Linked DNA regions of Mus musculus: region 1 is linked to region 2. A link is a contact called in public Hi-C data. All regions are on one chromosome and are shown on one strand. The core of a region is the stretch at or near the end of the contact, and the rest is flanking DNA. Distances in the headings are between cores, read along the strand shown. Region 1 overlaps Lmbrd2 (LMBR1 domain containing 2). Region 2 overlaps Skp2 (S-phase kinase-associated protein 2).

Region 1 (7,058 bases), core at 4,146-6,645, 70 kb before region 2:
TGATATAATTTTTTGGTGCCTCTTTGTTTTTCTTCAGCAGAGCTCTCTGTATTTCTGATTCTGGCATGGATTTACTAACTGACCTAGGGCAGCCTGCTATCTTAGCTGCTCAAATGCTGAGACTACAGGCAGATATCACCACACCTAGCAGAATGTCATAATTTTTAAAAACAAACTAATTAGACAGTATAAAAAGGTATCAAATGCTAAGGGCATAGATTAGCTGGTAGATGTTTGCTTAGCATGTACAGCACCCTGAGCTTAACGCTCCAGTACTAAATAAACCGCCTCTGGCGGTGTGCACACTCAGAATAGAAGGTCAATGCAAGAGGACCAGATCAAAACCTCCCTCAGCTGCAGGAAGGCAACCTGGGCTACATGAGACTTGGTCTCAAAAAGCAAAACCAACCCAAAAAGGCATTAAATATGACTGTGCATTTTTGAATTGATAATGAAAAAGAAATCTTTTTCTTCTCTTGTTATGCAGGGTATCCAACCGACCCCTTCTGCATTCCAGACAAGCCAACTCCCACCAAGCTTTATCCTCAACACAATAGTTTTCTTATGCTTAGTTACCTGCTGTTTACAAGCTCCTTATATCAGCTCATCATTAAAATCTCAGAAGCACACAAGAGCCAAAGGACACAGGCAGCACTCACCTTCCTGACTCAGGTTCCAGAGATTCATCCGTAAACGTTTCTGCATTAAAATCCAGAGGCTCAGCATCCTGGAGAAGTTCTATTCGGTCTCTTTCAGTCCTGTTATTAGCCCTGGTGTATTTGGATGCTGTTCAAAGAAGAAAAACATTAGCTACTTCTCTATTGACTTTGAATTTATGAATCACAGAAAAAAAAATCAAGACTGCAGTAAATGCTGATTGTGAAGACAATAACCATAAGTTGTTTGGTTCTTAGAAAATCAGATTCAAATTATGACAGTGTAATACAAAATAAGGAAAATTTATTGAGCCATCTAGCTAGCTCAGACCAGGTAGTGTGACAATTTAGAAAGTAAAAATTAGAATCTATATTTAATTATGGTTATCACCACAGTGAAGTTGTGTAAAGTGTCATTTGGTTTCACAGTGAACCTTTATTTATCTATTTTGGCTAGAAATTTGAGGTATACAGCAGTTCAACTTCAACTCTTGAAGAAAATACTATCTAACCCATGAAGCAAGTATAAGGGGAATACTGGCCAAATAAATAGATAAATAAAAAAGTCTATAACTACTTTGAATGTTCTAGCCACCATATTAAAAATTATAAAGACACAGCTGAAATTAATTTATCCAAAAATACTGTCAACACAGAGACATCCTCACCGCAAGTATTTAGTGGCCAGTGGCCTCATTGGTAATGCTTGACATCTAGGTCATTACAGTCCCAGTAAGTATCCCCTCTCAATAGGAGTTTCTTGTAAACAATTTACATTATCAAAGTCTTTCTTGCTTTAGGCAGATCAAGTATACACACACACACACACACACACACACACACACACACACTTTAAAAATGGGACTGGAAAGATAACTCAGCTGTACTGGACATTTGCTGCTCTTGAAAAGAATCAGAGTTCAGTTTCTTTTTTTCTTTCCTTAAATGTAATTTTATTTGCCTTCTATAAGAAGCAAATCTTTCTTTTTTTTTTATTAGATATCTTCTTTATTTACATTTAAAATCCTATCCCGAAAGTTCCCTATACCCTCCCCATGCCCTGCTTCCCTACCCACCCACTCCCACTTCTTGGCCCTGGTGTTCCCCTGTACTGGGGCAGATAAAGTTTGCAATACCAAGGTGCCTCTTTTCCCAGTGATGGCCGACTAGGACATCTTCTGATACATATGCAGCTAGAGACACGAGCTCCGGGAGTTACTGGTTAGTTCATATTATTGTTCCACCTATAGGATTGCAGACCCCTTCAGCTCCTTGGGTACTTTCTCTAGCTCCTCCATTGGGGACCCTGTGTTCCATCCTCTATAGATGACTGTGAGCATCCACTTCTGTATTTGCCAGGCACTGGCATAGCCTCACAAGAGACAGCTATATGAGGATCCCTTAAGCAAAATCTTGCTGACATATGCAATAGTGTCTGGGTTTGGTGGCTGACTATGGGATGCATTCCCGGGTGGGGCAGTCTCTAGATAGTCCATCCTTTCGTCTCCAAACTTTGTCTCTGTAACTCCTTTCATGGGTATTTTGTTCCCTATTCTAAAGAGGAATGAAGTATCCATACTTTGGTCTTCTTTCTTCTTGATTTTCTTGTGTTTTGCAAATTATATCTTGGGTATTCTAAGTTTCTAGGCTAATATCCACTTATCAGTGAGTGCATATCTAATGACTTCTTTTGTGATTGGGTTACCTCACTAAGGATGATATCCTCCAGATACATCCATTTGCCCAAGAATTTCATAAATTCATTGTTTTTAATAGCTGAGTAGTACTCCATTGTGTAAATGTACCACATTTTCTGTATCCATTCCTCTGTTGAGGGACATCTTGGTTCTTTCCAGCTGAGTTCAGTTTCTAACAGGCATGTCACATGGCTCACAAATGCCTGTAAGTCTAGCTTCAGGGTATATGCTGCTCTCTTCTGGTCTCTGTATGCACTGCACCCACAAGTACAAAACAAATTATAAAAATTAAAAGACTCAATTTTGTGAGAGAGTTCTTTTGGAAAACTTAGGCAAGACATTTGTATCATCTCTTTGTCTCCTTGGCCTCTTTCCTAATGTGGTGATACAATATTATAACAGTATCTATGACATTTTAAGAGACTGGAACTTTTGCTGGATCTCACAGCCAGTCTTATTGACACCCTGAGGTCACAATAGGGCTATCGTATGTGTATTCAGCCCATTTGTCCCACCTGCCTTTAATAAAGCAATATAACAACCTTTGGGTTTCTCATGTGATCAATTTTTATAACCAAAGCTACTGTATAGCTGTAATCTAAGTCATATACTGGTCCATGTCCTTGCCCTGGAACAATGTAAATGCTAAAAGGAGTAAACACAAAGGTTGAAAGAAATCTTCTAAAATGAATATCTACTCATGGATATTGGTTGATTAAATAATGATGTTTGAGGTACTATTTGTTATTTGGTTCTGTTGGGATCAATGACTGAATCCCTTGAGAAACTCTTGTTAAAGATTCATGTGAAATATCTTGGTGGTGGTAGCAGCAGCACACCTCTAATCCCAGTACTTAGGAGGCAGAGGCAGGAAAGTATGAGGTCAGCCTGGATACAGATCTGATTCTAGGACAACTAAGGCTACATAAAGAAACCCCACTTGAAAAACAAAGCCAAAAAGGTTTCTGTAAAGTATAAAGTATTTCTTTCTTTCCCCATGTGATTCTTTCTGTGCTATTCCAAACATACACACATACACACACACACACACACACACACACACACACACTTGGACAGATACAGTCACACAGGGACAAATTCACAAGGCAGCCTTCAGGCGGGCACAGATTCAGACTCTTATCATAGACAGACAGACAGAGGATGGAGACAGGAAGCATGAAGTACAGAATTCAAACCTGGAATCATTCTTGGCTAAATGAGCCCAAGGGCAAGGGCTTGTATTTTTTTTTCCTAATGTGACACTAATGCATTATTGGTTACTTGGAATTAATCATGAATGTGCTTAAGTCATTCACTTAAGTTTGTTCCTTGTTTCTTTCATGCATTTATCCATCCAACAAATAGTGCCTCTCTAACTCATCCCAGGGATGCAGAGAAGTTCAGTATATGAAAATTCATCAATGTAATCCACCATATAAACAAACTGAAGGAAAAAAACCCACACAATTATCTTTACTAGATGCTGAAAAAAACCTTTGATAAAATCCAATACTCCTTCATGTTAAAGGTATTAAAGTAATCAGGGATACAGAGCACATATGTAAACATAATAAAAGTAATATACAGCAAGTTAGTAGTCCATATAAAACTAAATGGAAGGGGCTGGTGAGATGGCTCAGTGGGTAAGAGCATCCGACTGCTCTTCCGAAAGTCCAGAGTTCAAATCCCAGCAACCACATGGTGGCTCACAACCATCCGTAACAAGATCTGACTCCTTCTTCTGGTGTGTTTGAAGACTGCTACAGTGTATTTACATATAATAAGTAAATAAATCTTAAAAAAAAAAAAAACAAGTCTATAAAAAAAAAAAACTAAATGGAGAGAAACTTAGAGCATTTCCACTAAAATCAGGGACAAGACAAAGCTGACGACTCTCTCCCTATCTTTTCAACATAGTACTTGAAGTTCTAGTTATAGCAGTAAGATATCTAAAGGAGATCAAGAGGATACAAATTGGAAGGAAGAAGTCAAAGTATTGCTATTTGCAAATGATAGGATAGTATATATATATATATATATATGCGCGACCCCAAAAATTCTACCAGAGAACTACAGCTGATAAACACCTTCATCAAAGTGGCTGGATATAAAATTAACTCAAATAAATCAGTAGCCCTCCTTTATACAAATGATAAATGGGCCAAGAAAGAAGTTAGGGAAACATTACCTTTCACAATAGCCATGAATAATATAAAATATCTTGGTGTAGCTTTAAGCAAGCAAGTGAAAGATCTGTATTACAAGAATTTCAAGTCTCTGAAGAAACAAACTGTAGAGGACATCAGATGGAAAGCTGTCCTACTGCTCATAGATCGGTGAAATTAACATAGAGAAAATGGTCATCTTCTCTAACTCACTATCTAAAGCTCTGTGTTTGTTCTTTTCTTAACAGTTCTCTCATACTTTCAGATCTTTCAATTCTGCAGACTTTCACTCAGTAAGAACCTAAATCCCTTTATAGATTCTTCACTGTTTCTGAGTTTTAGCTAAAACCTCTATTTATTCTATCCTAAATATCCTTCAAACAATCTTCTGTCTTTATTCAAGTACCTTTGCTTTACTTTAAGCCCACATTACTCCTTGACTTCACTATAAAAACAGACTTTAAATGGTTTCTGAGCTTCATTTCTCTAAGTCATATTTTATTTTTCCCTAACCCACCCAAATTCATATTTTATACTGTCATTAAATTCATTTTTCTAAACAGCAGTAGATCATACTTCATGGCACTGAACACGGAGATGAGCTAGTTCTCAACTAGGAGCTATACCCTAGATTTCAGAGGTACTGTCTTAACATCGTAGTGTTGGAAGATACTGCTCTATTCAATGCTACTACTAGAGGAGAACAGTGACCATCAGTCTCACTCCACTGTGAGCCCTGTAAGCTACAATAGCAACCTGCCTGTAAAAAACCCATTGGTGTAATAGCAGAGTAACCAACCACTGTAGTGAGAGCCTTGGTTTCTTGAAAAGCCCAGTTGTGTTATGTGAATATGTTTTTGTTTTATTCCTAGGTGCAGGGTATGAAGCTGTTTCAGATTTTCCACAGCTGTTAACTATGACTGTCTTGTGGTCTAGGGTGTGTGTAGGAGGGCGTGATTTGTGCCAGCTGCAGATGGTTAATTCTGGGTACTTTGAAAGGGTATAAATGCAACAGCCTTGAGAGGGGCTGTGGCGGCTGTGGCCCCCACTGCTGCTGCTTTTGCTATTGCTGGTTTGCTGTTGCATTTGCTGGATATTCTGACAACAAAGATTGGACTTACCCCTAAGAATCCAGCACCTTTGGATATTTTACTACACCTTAAGATTAGTGCATTGCTTAAACCTCATCAGAGAAGCTAAATTCATTACTAACTATAATAAGTAATTATCATATAGATCCAAAACTGGACAACAGCAGAAAGTGAAAGACTCTGAAGCATTCATCCCTAAATAGAATGAATGTCTTTATATCATTCCCCTCTCCTCAAAGAAAAGGGGACAGACAGATTGTAAGAGCTAGAGTTGCCCAGGAGCTCTAATATGCCCAGGATCGCAGGATCAGAAGTGCCCTAAACAGACCATGGACTCTAACTCTGCAGCCAGTCCCACATTCCAGAGGAAGCACCACTCCCAGGCGCTCTAATACTCCCAGGAACATATAGGATCAGAGGTGAGGAGGATACAACATCTGCTTCAATTCCAGAAGTAACTGGGACCAGTGTGAACCAGGCACCCAGGAACTCTGCCCGACCAGTGGCACAGGTTCCTTCCCTTCTGGGCTGGTGTCCTGAGCAGACCTTGGGTGTACACTCCGCAGCCAGTCCCACAACACCCAGAAGAAGCTCCACTCCCAGACACTCTAACTTGCCCAGGATCACAGGTTCCCAGGGTCCCAGGAGCTTAATCACACCAGGATCTCAGAGTCCCAGAGGCAGCTGAACTTCCAGGAGCTCTGACACACACAGGATCCCAGGATCCCAGAGAGAGCTGAACTCTCAGGATTCTGACCCAACCAGGATCACAGGAAGGACAGTCTCCAGTTAGATAGAGAGAGGGCAGGCAGCACTAGAGATAACCAGATGGTGGGAGGCAAGCCTAAGGACATAAGCAACAGAAACCAAGGTTACTTGGCATCATTGGAACCCAATTCTCCCACCATAGCAAGTCCTGGATACCCCAACACACTGGAAAAGCAAGATTCAGATCTAAACTCATTTCTCATAATGATGACAGAGGACATTGAGAAGGACATAAATAACTTCCTTAAAGAAATACAGGAGACATAACAATGAAATGTATCTTAAAATAATTATTCTGTCTGTTGAATATTAACAGTTGAAAATATTAAAATCATGTTCTACAAAAAAACAAAAAGGGAGAGAGAGAGAGAGAGAGCCAGAGTTGTTCAACTTCTCTCAGCGTATTGTGCATACCTTAGCCCACACAACTATGACCGAATGTGTACATGTTCAAACTCACAAAAATCCCAGCATGGAGAAGTTAAGGTAGGCACAGAGTCTCGTCCTTAAGCCAGATGCTATTTGTAAGTGATAGCGGCTAGGAGAGAGAGAAATCAGTTTTCTTCAAATGGAGTGATACTGGATATATCTACCACACCCAGAGCAGGCCACATGCTCGAGAATAGTGAAGCAACACAAAACATACTTTGTGGTATTTGTCTCATTGGTTGGTTTTGTTTT
Region 2 (6,916 bases), core at 2,464-4,963:
TGCAGAATCTAAGCCTGGAAGGCCTGCAGCTCTCAGACCCCATTGTCAAGTGAGTGACACCTGAAGTATGTCGTGAACACAGTCGCTTTGTGTGGCAGCGTTTCTTGTATATGACCACAGTGTCCTTGTGTACGTGTCCAGAAGGACAAACCAAATAACCAGAACTGTCTAAGATATTCAAGACAGCAGACACTTGAATGCTGACCATATGCCAGAACCTACTCTAGGTGTGAGAGAGAAAAGGGGTCAACAGTATGTGGTCTGCGCCTCCTTCATGGGTGAGGCAGATAACTACAGGGCAGAGTGTTGGTTAAATGCATTGCTGGCTATGTGGCAACATTCCGGGGGAACTGATTGAATGCAAGAAGGCAGGCTTCTCAGAGTACTGACTTGCAGGCTGGCCACTGACGATATTCAGGTAGGAGATCTCCAAAGCGATAGGACAGTAGAAGCAGCCTCAGGACAACTGCTGCTGTTCTGAATGCCTCACTAGCTGCTAGTAGCTGGAGCCTACACATCAGGGAGATGAGGAGGATCATGGCTATAGAATAATGGCTTTCTGTGGAGCCTCTGGTAGTTTGCAAAGAGGCCATGAAGCATGGTGCATCATGATTCTGGGAATGGAAGGACCATGTCAGATTGCAATGTACTTAATTAATTTGCTAGTTCCGTGCATGTGAGAACATTGCACTAGTCAGATGAGAAAAGAGGAAGCCTGATAGGAAAACCGGAACAAGAGTGAGAGCCATGCCAACCTAAGCATAATTCTGAGAGCAAGCTGTAAGTTCTCGACCTTTCCCACTATGTGAAAACTGAGGCACAGAAAGGCCAGATCGATTGTCCAAGTTCACACAGTGAATCAAACCAAACCAAGAATTAACTCCAGAACAATAGCTCATCACCACTAAGGGTCCCTAAGAGGAGAGGGTGAGCCTTTTAACATAAGAGATATATATACTCACTGGTGTTTCTTGTACATTTATGCTGCAAGTTCTTTGCAAATCCCTCAGTACAATGTGTCATTTAACCTTCTTCCCAACCCCAGCAAGAAGATGCTCTCGCCAGTTTGCAGATGTGTAGCCAAAGCAAGCCACTCAGCTGTGACTAGTGAAATATAGATCTTTTTTAAAGATTTATTTATTTATTTTTATGTATATGAGTGCACACTGTAGCTGTACAGATGGTTGTGAGCCTTCATCTGGCTGTTGGGAATTGAATTTAGGACCTCTGCTCATTCCAGCCACCCCGCCACCCTACCCCACAACCCCTGCTTGCCCAGTCCCTGTTGGCTCTGGCCCAAAGATTGATTTATTGCTATATGTAAGTACACTGTAGCTGTCTTTTGACACACCAGAAGAGGGTGTCAGATCTCATTATGGGTGGTTGTGAGCTACTATGTTGTTGCTGGGATTTGAACTCAGGACCTTCAGTAGAGCAGTCAGTGCTCTTATCCACTGAGCCATCTCACCAGCCTGAAATATAGATTTTGAAGCCCATTTCTGACTACAGTTGCACACACACAGGCACACACACCAGGACTCGCCATTGATGCAATGCATTCTTCCGGCATTTCTCTTTTCTAGGACTCTTGCACAGAATGAAAACTTGGTGCGACTAAACCTTTGTGGGTGCTCTGGGTTTTCTGAATCTGCCGTGGCGACTCTGCTAAGCAGCTGCTCCAGGTAGGAAAGCTCTGAGCTGTCACAGTGAAGCTTTGCCTCTGGGTGTCTGGATGGAGTGGCTCCACATTCTTGACTTGAGCAGTGTGGTGTCTTTGCCACTCCAACTTTCAGGCTAAGCTCAGTTTGTGGGGGTGGGGGGGGGGGGGAGGTGTTACCGTTTGTAACTATGTCTCCTTAGTGATCACTAGACGTTGACTTTGAAACTCTCTTGAGGCTCTCCTAGCAGGAGAGAATGGGGAGAAAGGCATTGTTAGAGCATCCTCTGTGGGTTTTAGAGGGCATTTGTGTTGATAGCCGTCTGTGCTAACAACAATGTAGCTTTGAGGAAGAGACATTGGAGCTACAGTTTCCAACCTGCATTCTCAAACGGAGGCTGGGGCCTTTGCCCAGATGACCGGGGACCTTTCAGTGTGTAGGAGTTCAGAGAAAGAAATGCCTTTTCAAATGAACAACACCAGGAATGGTCTGTGCACGCAGCGGTCAACAGTCTGGCTTCCTGCGTTTCCCTTGTCCTGATGGACTCATGCTTCTCTTCTCACCCTTCCTTCCTGCAGACTGGATGAGCTAAATCTCTCCTGGTGCTTTGACTTCACTGAAAAGCACGTGCAAGCGGCTGTGGCACATTTACCAAACACCATCACCCAGCTGAACCTCAGCGGCTACCGAAAGAACCTCCAGAAAACAGGTTAGAGCTTCTTAGGCCAGGGCCCACCGAGGCTTTATGGTGGCCCACCAGGGCCCACCGAGGCTACCTGCTTGTCTCCCTTAGTCCGGTGTACCGGTTGTCTGGGTCTTCAGCCGAGGGACTGCTCATCAGAAGAGTTAGGCAAAGGCAAATAGCTTCTGGTCTGGGAGCAAGCTGTGAGTCCAGGGCCTAGACGGCGAGTGCTTTAAAGCTCTGTGTGTGTGTGTGTGTGTGTGTGTGTGTGTGTGTGTGTGTGTGTCTACTTGAAGACCAAGGTCAACATTGGGTGACTGACCACCTCAGTAGTTCTCCATGTTTCTTTTTTAATGTTTCCTTGTATGTGTGGGTTTTCTGCCTGTATCCCATGTGTGTGCAGAGTCTGTAGCGGTATCAGACCTTCTGCAACTAGAGTTAACAGACCCCTTGTTGTCTCGTGTGCTCTAGGAACCAAACTCCTGTCCTTTGCCAGAGCAACAAGTGCTCTCAGCCACAGCTCCGCCTTTTGAGTCCTTCTACCTTATTTTATAAGACCAGGTCTCTCAGTGACCCTGGAGCTCATTGATATTGCTAGACTGGCAGGCAAGCATCTATTTGCCCAGTCCTGAGGTTATAGGTAAATGCTATGCCGCCTAGGTTTTTGGGGGGTTTTTCGTTTTTTTGTTGTTGTTGTTGTTCTTTTTTCACAAATGCTACAAATCAAACTCAAGTACTTTACTGACTGAGCCAACTCCTCAGTCCCAGAACTGTTTTTTTGTTTTGTTTTTTGGGTTTGTTTTTGGTTTGTTGTTGTTGTTGTTGTTTTGGTGTTTTGTTTGTTTGTTTTTTCCTGGAACTCACTCTGTAGACCAGGCTGGCCTCGAACTCAGAAATCTGCCTGCCTCTGCCTCCCAAGTGCTGCTCCACCACTGCCCAGAAGAACTGGTTTTACTAAAATAAAATTACTATGCAGACCCCAATGTAAATGTAGGTAAATACAATAAAGTCAGCCCTCTCAATCTATGGGTTCTGTATCCAGATTCAACCATTAACAGATCAAAAAATAATCAGGAAAAACTACTGTATCTGTATTGAACATCTAAGAACTTTTCTCGGCATGAGTCGCTGATCAGTTGAGTGTAACACACAGCATTTACATCATATTAGATATAAGTAAGCAGACAAGAAGATGTGCATAGTGACTTCAGTGCCCTTGGATTTGAGCATCCAAAAGGGAACCTGGAGTCATTCTCCCAGGGATACAAAAGCATGCCTTGACTGAGAAGTGGCTTTTATCTAGGAGCAAGCTTTGCTTACAAAGGAATGGTTTTGACAGTCTCAGGGCAGGTGTGCTGCTGCCATCTAGTGGTCAGCAGCCAGAACTGCTGCTGAACAGCACAGAAATCCAGCAAAATTGTCAACACTGTTAGGATTGAATAATCCAACTAGAAACCTGATAAGTTAGCATTTACACCTTCAACTTTTTAATTCATCTAAAAGACAATGTGGGTGAACACAGGCGTTTCAAGTCAGGTGGGGAATAACCATAGTGTTGGTCAAGCTGACACTTGGCTGTTTTTGTGCTCTGTGTGTAACACTGAGAGTCTTAATTTGTACAGCTAAGAGGTTGCAAAAGGAATGGTGTTTGTTGTTGTTCTTGTTGTTCTTGTTACTCCATAGCTCAGCCTTGGGCTAATATTCAATCTAGCTGCATGAAGCCAAATCAATTTAGGTACTAAAATCAACCCCGCCCGGTGTCTTGAGCGTGTTATTAGCTCACCCTGGGGAGAGGTAATTTACTTATTATGTTTAAAAAGATGTGAACCAAACATCTTGAAATGCATCCTAACACTTAGGTTGTATTTGGAAACTGTTTGTCTGGGGCTTGAGAAGAAGAAAGATCTGTCAGGCTAACATAATTGGTCTTCATGAGTGGTCTGAGATCTACATTTGAACCATTGTCATTGCAGGTGCCTGTCTTCAGACAGAGAGGCAGAGTAGACCTGTAAAACTGCAGCCATGTCTTGATTTCCTATCACTCCTTATGCGGTACTTCGACATTTTTCCCTTTAAACACTTTATATTCTTATAGAATAATTATATGGCTATTCTCAGAAATCAAGATGATATAAAAATACACAGAGCAAAACAGACACACCACGAGCAGACTTCCTGAATGCTATGAATGAAGCTAGAATGGAGGGAAGAGAGTAAGGCGGAGTGGGTAGGTCGCCTGTAGCAAGAAGGGACTGCCTTTGTATAGAACGGCCAGGGAGGACCTCTGATCCTATAAACACCTGAATACATAGAGGTTTGTGGAAGGACATTCTGGTGCAAGATGTGGTGACCAAAGAGAAGACCTCTTATCTAAATGAGAAATACGTAGGCGCTTGTGGGAGAACATTCTGGAGCAAAGGACCATGGGTACAAAGGCCTTTGGTGTGGGAGCTAACCTATGAGGTGGAGCAAAGGACCATGGGTACAAAGGCCTTTGGTATGAGGTGGTAGCAGAGGTAAGGCCGCCAACACAGTAGGAAGGAGCTGTGGCTATGCTGAGCGAGGCAGTGCTGTGACCTGACCTACCCTTGAAACTATGCACTCTGGTGCCACATTGAGAAAAGGCTGGAGGTGGGGGTGTTGGGGGAGGGGCAAACAGGGAGGACAGTTAGGAAACTAGGGTGGTAATGGCTGAGGTGCTAAGAAAAAGGATCAGATCTGAGCACATTTGGGACTGGCATAACAGGATTTGGTGACAGCAGACTGGGTATGAAGAGGAAGTAACACAGTTAACTGTGATCTCATGATCTCCAAAGTTTGGCCTAAGACACTGAACCCATGACATTATCAGGTGCTGTGCAGTTTAGGACAGGGACAGAGCCAGGGCAGGAACGGACTGTTTTAGACATAAATCTGGGTGAGTGCCACATAGCCAAATCAGTATGTTGAGAAAGATTTGAAAATACAAAACTAATATAGAGGAAATGTGACCACAGATACATCTATGAGAGTAATCACTCAAACATTACGTGGAGGTATCTATTTTAAATCAGTTACATTTTAAAAATTTGTTTTCCATTTAAAAAGTACCTCAGTTTATGTCACTGTCACCCTCCTACAATTTCTGCACAGTGTATAATCCCAGTGCTCGCTCTAGTGGCAGGCAGGTCACAGCCTGGCATGGTCCCTTCAACCCTTTCCTTTTCTCTACTTGTAGGAGGTTGTGTGTTTTGGTGAAGATTACAGTGCACTTTGTGTGTATTTTGTTTTGTTTTTCATGCAAAACCTTTCCTGGCATTTGTTTTCCACTTACTTGTTTTGGAAAGCGGAGGCTCTCAGGGAATGTATCATGGCCAATGCATGATGATCAGAGGCCTTGCTGGAGTCTGTTTCTCCTTCCACACCGCACTTGTGAGGCCTGATGGCTAGTGCTTCTGCTGAGAGCATCTAGGCAGCTATTTCACTAGTATCTCTTGCTCCACCCTTCTGCAGATGTTTATGCTCTTGATGTATTGTTTATCCTTTTTATGTTTTTTTTTTGTTTGTTTTTTTCGAGACAGGTTTTCTCTGTTTAGCCCTGGCTGTCCTGGAACTCACTTTGTAGACCAGGCTGGCCTCGAACTCAGAGATCCGCCTGCCTCTGCCTCCCAAGTGCTGGGATTAAAGGCACGTGCCACCACCACCCGGCCCGTATTGTTTATCCTTAAGACTATTAATCTATTTAGCTTATGTCAAACACACCATTTTTCCGACACTTCTATATGATTAGCATGGCAGAGCTTTGTTTTATTTTTGAGGCAGAGTGTGACTATCTAGCTCTGGTTGGCCTAGAACTGGCTATGTAGTCTAGACTGGTCCACCGTATGCAGCAGTTCTTCAGCCTCTGCCTCTCTGCCCTGGGATTACAGGTGGCTTTTCTTTGTGTGGACACTCTCTACCTAACCCGAGAGTCCGCAAGTAATTCATTGAAAGTTGCATTTATAACCCAAACATATATGGAATTTACTGGGTTGTAATCTGAGTTGGAAACTCATTCTTACAGTTATGGCAGGACAATTTTTTAATAAGTGTCCATGATTCCCCTCACTGAGCTGAAGAGACCTCCTGGTAAGCTGCTGTTTGCCTTTATGGACTGGCATTTGGTTCTATTGGGGTTTGTCTTTCTGTTTTCTGTTATGAATTGGGATTTCCTGGTCTTTCCAGCCAGTTACTTTGCTACATAAAGAGTTGTAATCCAGGGGTTCCCACAGTTCCTTTAACATTTACGGCAGATTCCCAGGTGCTCTCCTGGATGCCCTCGGCAGGAAACTTCTATGTTGGGACAGTCCTGTGTAATGTCAAACTTCTCTATCTGCCTGCCTCAGATGCCCCATACGTCCTCCTCCTGCCTTGTTTAACAGTGACCATGACCATGACATCTGTTTGCCTTTTTCTAGATCTTTGTACCATAATTAAACGATGCCCCAACCTCATCCGCCTCGACTTAAGGTACTGTTTTAGATCAAACTTTGGAGTACATTGGCTGTTTGTGAACTGGGGGAGGACCTAAAGCAGGGATTAAGCAGCAGTACTCTCG

The links. A called contact is a pair of places that touch in the nucleus more often than the background predicts.
Region 1: a Hi-C map of Th1 cells shows a contact between it and region 2, with 1.8 times the contacts expected there. The contact joins two enhancer-like sites. A contact is called at or near these places in 1 of 15 datasets of contacts at CTCF or cohesin (CD8 T cells), 36 of 484 Hi-C or Micro-C datasets (the C10 cell line, CD4 T cells, the G1E-ER4 cell line and 21 more), 2 of 115 datasets of contacts at active chromatin or transcription factors (bone marrow-derived dendritic cells and embryonic stem cells) and 2 of 9 other capture datasets (adipose tissue and liver).

The regions. Positions count from the first base shown.
Region 1 is chr15:9,188,403-9,195,460 of GRCm38.p6, reverse strand. It overlaps Lmbrd2 (LMBR1 domain containing 2), which reads right to left. Exons shown (of 18, transcript NM_177178.3): 17 at 660-786. Among named protein-coding and RNA genes, the nearest start is that of Lmbrd2, 51 kb to the right of the region's middle. Within about 2 kb of position 5,395, at least 20 of the 459 cell types and tissues checked have an H3K27ac peak or open chromatin away from gene starts, as enhancers often do. A contact at or near this core is called in Th1 cells, where this site is marked.
Region 2 is chr15:9,117,003-9,123,918 of GRCm38.p6, reverse strand. Skp2 (S-phase kinase-associated protein 2) reads left to right here. Exons shown (of 10, transcript NM_013787.3): 5 at 1-49; 6 at 1,584-1,682; 7 at 2,237-2,367; 8 at 6,777-6,828. Among named protein-coding and RNA genes, the nearest start is that of Skp2, 20 kb to the left of the region's middle. Within about 2 kb of position 3,713, at least 14 of the 459 cell types and tissues checked have an H3K27ac peak or open chromatin away from gene starts, as enhancers often do. A contact at or near this core is called in Th1 cells, where this site is marked.